Regions from separate parts of the Arachis hypogaea genome. Here region 1 is linked to region 2. The links are chromatin contacts, called in public Hi-C maps. All regions are on one chromosome and are shown on one strand. Each heading gives the region's core, a stretch centred on a gene start, on an enhancer-like site or on the middle of the called end of the contact. The rest is flanking DNA. Distances are from core to core; before and after follow the strand shown.

Region 1 (3,209 bases), core at 202-2,701, 190 kb after region 2:
TAGCAGCAAATACAAAATCCACCTATCCAACCACAAACTTAAGTAATGATCCAAATAAATATGAGCATTGTCTATCAGATACACCAACCATCCAATACCCTACTAAAGCAATCATCCAAATTGCTTACGAATATTATCACCAAACCAATAAGAGGAGCACAGCCGTCAATTATAGCCACATCAATCATCAATGTAAACTACTTTCATACAATCCATCAACTTGGCAGCTTCACAAATCAATTTTTTCTTTCACAAAAGAGCATGCGAATAACATGAAAAAAAAAGCTAATAACCTGTAGCTAAAAAATATAAATTATATCATAATTTTATAATTCAATTGATATAACATTAATTGTTGGAACGAGAAGGCATCATAATAAAATACTGATGTATTGAGACAGAAAACAAATTATTGGTGTTGAAGAAGCTAGCTTTTTCCTATTTTGTGATATGCTTCAGAAGATTTATCAACATCAAACTTTCCAATATCTCTATTGTAACCATCTATAATTAAGATAAAAATTTAATTCATGAAAACAGATCATCAACTACGAAGACCAACTGACTAACCACATACTCAAGTAACAATCCAAATAAAAAAGTGTAATTTCCATCAGATACAACAATCAACCAATAACTTACTAAAGCAACCATCCAAAATGCTAACAAAATTTATTAACAAAGCAAGTCGGGTAGCAAAGACGTCAATCACATCCACACCAACCATCCGTGTGAACTACTTTCGCAAAATGTAACAGCTTTGCAGACCCATAAATCAGTTTTGTCCTACACAAAAAGCCATGCCAAAAATAAATCACAAATTATCTATCCAGTGAAGGTGTACTCCATTTTGATTATCTAGAACGAAAATATTTACTGAACAAATACAACCACGGAAAATACTAAAAAAAGAAATAAAACCACACAATACATGTCTTTGTAGGAGCCTTCAAAGTAATAACATAAAAACAACATTCATGGTTATTGAAACAAATTCTCCCCATTTTCCTTGACTTACATTATCTATCAAAACTAATGGCCCGATTAAATACCGATCTAAATATCCAAATAAATGTGCCCAATATCTATGATTAAGACCAACCATTGTATCACATAATAAACAAGAGTGTTTACAAGGGATAAAATGCAAAAAAACACATATAAGGTTTCTTTTCACTTCTGATCACTAGATTCAGTGATGCACCATTCCACTTTTCTAATAGATTTGAACAAACATGAAAAATACATGCTTTAACCTGAATATATTTGTAGTTTGAATTACACACCAATAATAAAAAGGTTCAGGTAATTCTTTGACTAAAGTAACAATAGCAATACACTACAAAAAAATTAGTTTAAAACGACATTTTTATTAGGGCGGTTCTTTGTAACTGCCATAATTTTCTTTATTTTCGGCGGTATATGTTGTTGCCGTAACTTCTTTTTTGAATATGGCAGTTTTTGTGATTTCGGCAGTTAGAACCGCCGATATATTCTTTTATTAATTAAAGTAAAACTTCATTTATGCAAACCTAGCTTAGCAAGTAGAGTGCGCGAGAGTGAGTTTTCTCCTCCGGCGATGCGTCTTCAGAGTTCACAGCTTCCATTGATGCGATCTGCGTTCTCACTTCTAGGTTTGTATAGAAAATTCTCATTTCTCTTCTTCTTCTCTGGAATGCGTTAATTACCTCTTCTCTCTCTTCTTCTTCTCTCTCTCTCTCTCTCTAAGTAATGCGTCTTCTTCTCCAAGATTTTTAGATCTGTTGCGGCATGGAATTTCGACGCAGAGGTTTTAGATGGAATGCTCCAGATGAAAGAGTGATTAGTGTTGCTGCGTATGAGAAAGTGTGAGTGATGTGAATGATGAACCCCTAATCTCTTGTCGCCCTTCATCTTCCGCAGCTATCGTTCATCTTGTCGTTGTTTCTCATCCCCTCGCGCCACCAAATTAGATATTCCAAAATTTTTGACGGCCTCTTTGATTTCTCTGCTTCTTTTCTTCCTTCTTAATACCTTTCATTGATTGTAATTATGCAAATTTCAATTTTCAATTTTGCAGTTTATCTCCTTTTTTTCAGCAAATCGCTTATTAAACAATCAAGGAATCGGATTAATGTGATAAGGAGAAAGAGAAATTCAACAAAGAAGTTTCTTAAGCGAGACACCATTGATCTGCTTGCGAGTCATTTATAGGTTGCTTACAATAGAGTAATTAATTTATTTTTTCTGCTTTTGTTTCATGAAATTTAGAAAACCTGTATGCATAAACTAGCGGTTTTATTCATTAATTGTAATCACTTTCGCATACAATTAGTAAACCATGGTGTTTGATATATGAATTCCTATAGTTGTTATTATATTGAGCTAGGACCAAATACAAAGTCTGAGTCTATTTTAACATTTTTAATCAATTTTTAGTGTGGAAACTGTTCAAGTGGATTTGGCATGTTATCACACAAGGCTGTGCACCTGATTCAAGGCATAAACGAGCAAAAGGCAAGATTTCTGATTCACAATGCTTAATTGCTAAGATAATTGTTGTTGCTGGATTAATTTCTATATTTTGAAATATGACTGGTTTCTAGTCTTCCACATAGTCCAGCTAAGAAAGCCTATGTTACTGATTAAGAACTAAGAACAGTATTCCATTTAATTGTAGCGAAAGAGAGAAAATCCTAATGAATATCCCTTATTTACTCCGTCTTATTTACTCCGTGATGTCTCTCATTAGGTTCATAGTATCTTCTGTAGCAGCAATGCCCTCTGGATCCCTTGCCACAATAAGGAAGGTATCAACTTGGCGTCCTTTCTCTCAGAGAATAAAGCAAACAGGTGGTTTTCATTAATATGTACCAAGTTTGTACCAAGTTTCGTGGGCTTAACCCAAAAACTATATATTTCAAGGCTTTATGTTCATGGAAATAACTTGATACACAACTCTAAACTGAAATGCTAATGAAGTAGTATGTTTCATTATTAGAACATGCATATCTATTATCTCATTGTTTCCATCTTAAATAGTAGTTTGTTATTCTTTCTTAAAGAAGTTTTAAGATCACTTTTGCAGTTTTTAATTCTTCACTTTTATAGTTATGCTTCACTTTTACTCCGCTAATTTGATGCGTGACGCCTCACTCAACGACCGAGTGGAGCTCCAAATTTTGGGTGACATTGGTGCCAAGATCCGAGTCATGAACTTCGATACCCCT
Region 2 (2,961 bases), core at 148-2,647:
GTTGACGAAATGCGTTTGATCATCTTCTTCTCACTTGGAAGCTAGGTCATGCGGCATTATCGAGTGAATGAAGGTAAGCTTCGTTTTTTTTTAAAGGTGATTATCTGGTACAATGGCGGTGTTATTAATATAGTTGATGCAGATGACTGTTAGCGTTTCTTTAGTTTGCTAGGGTTTTATACATTTTTGGGTGGGTTGGGGTTTACGTTCTGTTTAGGATAGGGATAGGATAAAATTACATAAAGTGAATATGTACTTTAAAAATTACATAAAAATAAAATCCGAATAGTTGAAAACAGAATTGCAGTAGATACATGTAATAGTCAAGGTTATATTTGATGCTACAAAAGAATAAAAGGTGTTGCACAAGAAATAACATCCCTTCCATGAGCTCCATATTTAATGTACCTAAAAAAAGATGCTTGCATGGATTGGAATGTTATTATACTGTTGTATCTTAAAATTTTTATCAAATTTTTGCATTCTGAAGTTATGTTTCTGTGATTTTTTGTAGATGAATGAGTTACTCGATATTATGAAAATTTCAATAGAAAGAAAGAAGGAATGTTGGTATATGCATTGACATAAAGCATTGCTGGTGGCTCCTTCCTGGTAGAGGCTTGGAGAATGGTTTAAGGAAATTGAGTAGTGACAAGGAACTAATAAAGATAATCATTTGTGATAAAAAAAATAAAGGAGTGGTTGATTTGTACTATGAGCATAGTATTTCGATTCCAGAGATATTAGTAGGCAACGAGTTAATGGTGTATTTGGATGATGATGATGATGGTAAAAGTGCTGCATCTCTTAAAATTGGAACTCATGGAAAAGTGCTGCATCTCTTACAAAAAGAGTTAGTGTTGTTTTTTTCCTTCATAGGTTGCTGTCCCTACAAGGCCTTTAAAGTTGGCATAAAGAAAGAAGTCCTCTCCACTAACATCTTTTATCCCAGTCAATCCAATGCGGAGTACTAGTTTAAGAACAACAGTCTTAGACAGTGTTTGATTAAAGATGTGCAATTTTTAGTGTTATTTTTTAGTCTATGGCTATGACTTTGTGTAAACATTATACCACATAACTCCTTTTGCATTATGTTTGGTATCTTGTACATTGATAATGATATAATTGTGACTCCTTATGATGATTTATTATTTCTATTCTTTATATTTATTAGGGGTGTTCAAAACCGATCCAACCCGAACAAAACCGACCAATCGAACCAAAAAAACCGATAACCGAATAAATCAAAAATCGAAAAAACCGAAAAAAATATTTTTTTGCAGTTTTTTGCGGTTCGGTTCGGTTTTCGGTTTTGTTAGAAAAAAACCTAACCGAACCGAACCGAACCGGTGTTATTAAAAAAACCCTAATATAAAAGTAGCCTTCCTCCCCAATTCATCCTAATCTAGCCGCAACCACCCCTCCCCTATCAGGAACCCTAACTCCTCGAGCTCTCTCTCAGTCTCTCTAGCGCAGTGTCTCAGTGCCAGACCTCCTCCTTCTTCTCCGCCATTGACGTCGCCGAACAGCACCATCGCGGCGGTGCGGTCCTTTCCTCTCCCTCTCCCTTCCTCGTAGGCTCGTAGCGCTCCTCTCTGTCCCTCATCCTCGACGACTCCACACACCACCTCTCCAGTAGCCGTCTCCTCCACGAACCAACAGCCGTCGTCGTCCTCAACGAACCGTAGCAGAACGCACCAAACGCAATCGAAGCCGCTGCAGTTCGTCGCCCTCTCTCGTTTGTCGTTGAAGCCGTGTCGGTGTCCAGTCTCTTCTTCTCTGTCATTGAAGCAGTGTTGTCCTTCTATCTCAGGTTTTTTTGTTCTGATTCTATTTATTTTTTAAATTCTGTTTTAGTCTTCTTATGGATTCAGATTTTGTTTTTTAATTCTGAACTTTTTGTTCTATTTTGATTTGGGGTAATTCAGGTTTAGGGTTGGTTCTGAATTTTTGTTTATTCAATGTTAATGCAGGAAAGGGGAAGGTGAAAGACGAAGAATTTGTGGAATTAGTGCACCAAATAAAAATTGTGGAATTAATTTGGTTGTGTTTCTGATTCTGTTTGGTTGTATATCTTGATTCAGTTTGGAATTGGTGCACCATTTTTGTAAAATTTTTGGAATTAGTTTGGTTGTGTATCTTGATTTTCTTGATTCAGTTCAGGTTGATTTATTTTGTTAGGTATTGTTGCTGGTTAAATTATTGATTTATTTTGGTAATTTGATTCATTGTTGCTGATTTTGTTCTGTTTGTTGAAGTGTTTGCTGACTTGGTTATTCATTGATGGATTGCTTGCTTGCTGCTGGTTGTTGTTAACTTGTTAATCAATAAATCAATAATTTCAGTTTTATTGTTCTATATATTTGTTGTTTGATTGTTGATTGTTGTTCATTGCTGATTGTTGTTCATTATTTTGTTGTTATTTTTTGAAAATGCTAGTAATTACTTTGCTTTTCATTGTTCATGGTTGATTGTTATTCATTGTTCATTGTTGATTGCTGGTTGTTGTTTATTGTTCATTACTGTTTTTTTAATTATTTGTTCATTACTAATTGTTTGAAATTGTTAGTAATTAGGTTGATGAAGGTAGCTATTTTGTAAAATAGGTCAATGTTGTTCTTTTTCTCCCTTATAATATTTGAAAAAAAGCAACTTTCTGTTTCAGGTTGGGGAGTTTATTAGTAAATTTGAGAAGAAGGGATTTTACTTGAAAGGTAACTTCTTTTGTTTTTGTTACTACTTAACATACGAGCTAACAATTTAGCTTAGAAACTCCACAAATTGCTAGTAATTACAAAGCCTTTCTTTAATGGATTGGTCTAATACATTATCTCTGGTTCTATTGTTGCCATGGTTTGGGAGGGTAAAGGTGTTGTTGCAACTGGCCGAAAGTTGATTGGAGCAACAAACCCCTTGGCATCTGAGCCTAGAACTATTCATGGTGGTCTTGCATCGAATGTG

Evidence for each region. A called contact is a pair of places that touch in the nucleus more often than the background predicts.
Region 1: a Hi-C map of an unstated tissue shows a contact between it and region 2, with 2.6 times the contacts expected there. The contact joins the promoter of LOC112796344 here to the promoter of LOC112796339 in region 2. A contact is called at or near these places in 2 of 8 Hi-C or Micro-C datasets (leaf and an unstated tissue).

What each region holds. Positions count from the first base shown.
Region 1 is chr4:14,112,460-14,115,668 of arahy.Tifrunner.gnm2.J5K5, forward strand. It overlaps LOC112796344 (pectin acetylesterase 8), which reads left to right and starts at 1,452. Exons shown (of 12, transcript XM_072235112.1): 1 at 1,452-1,634; 2 at 1,751-1,847; 3 at 2,419-2,496; 4 at 2,732-3,209.
Region 2 is chr4:13,924,760-13,927,720 of arahy.Tifrunner.gnm2.J5K5, forward strand. LOC112796339 reads left to right here and starts at 1,398. Exons shown (of 7, transcript XR_011880978.1): 1 at 1,398-1,813; 2 at 1,974-2,961.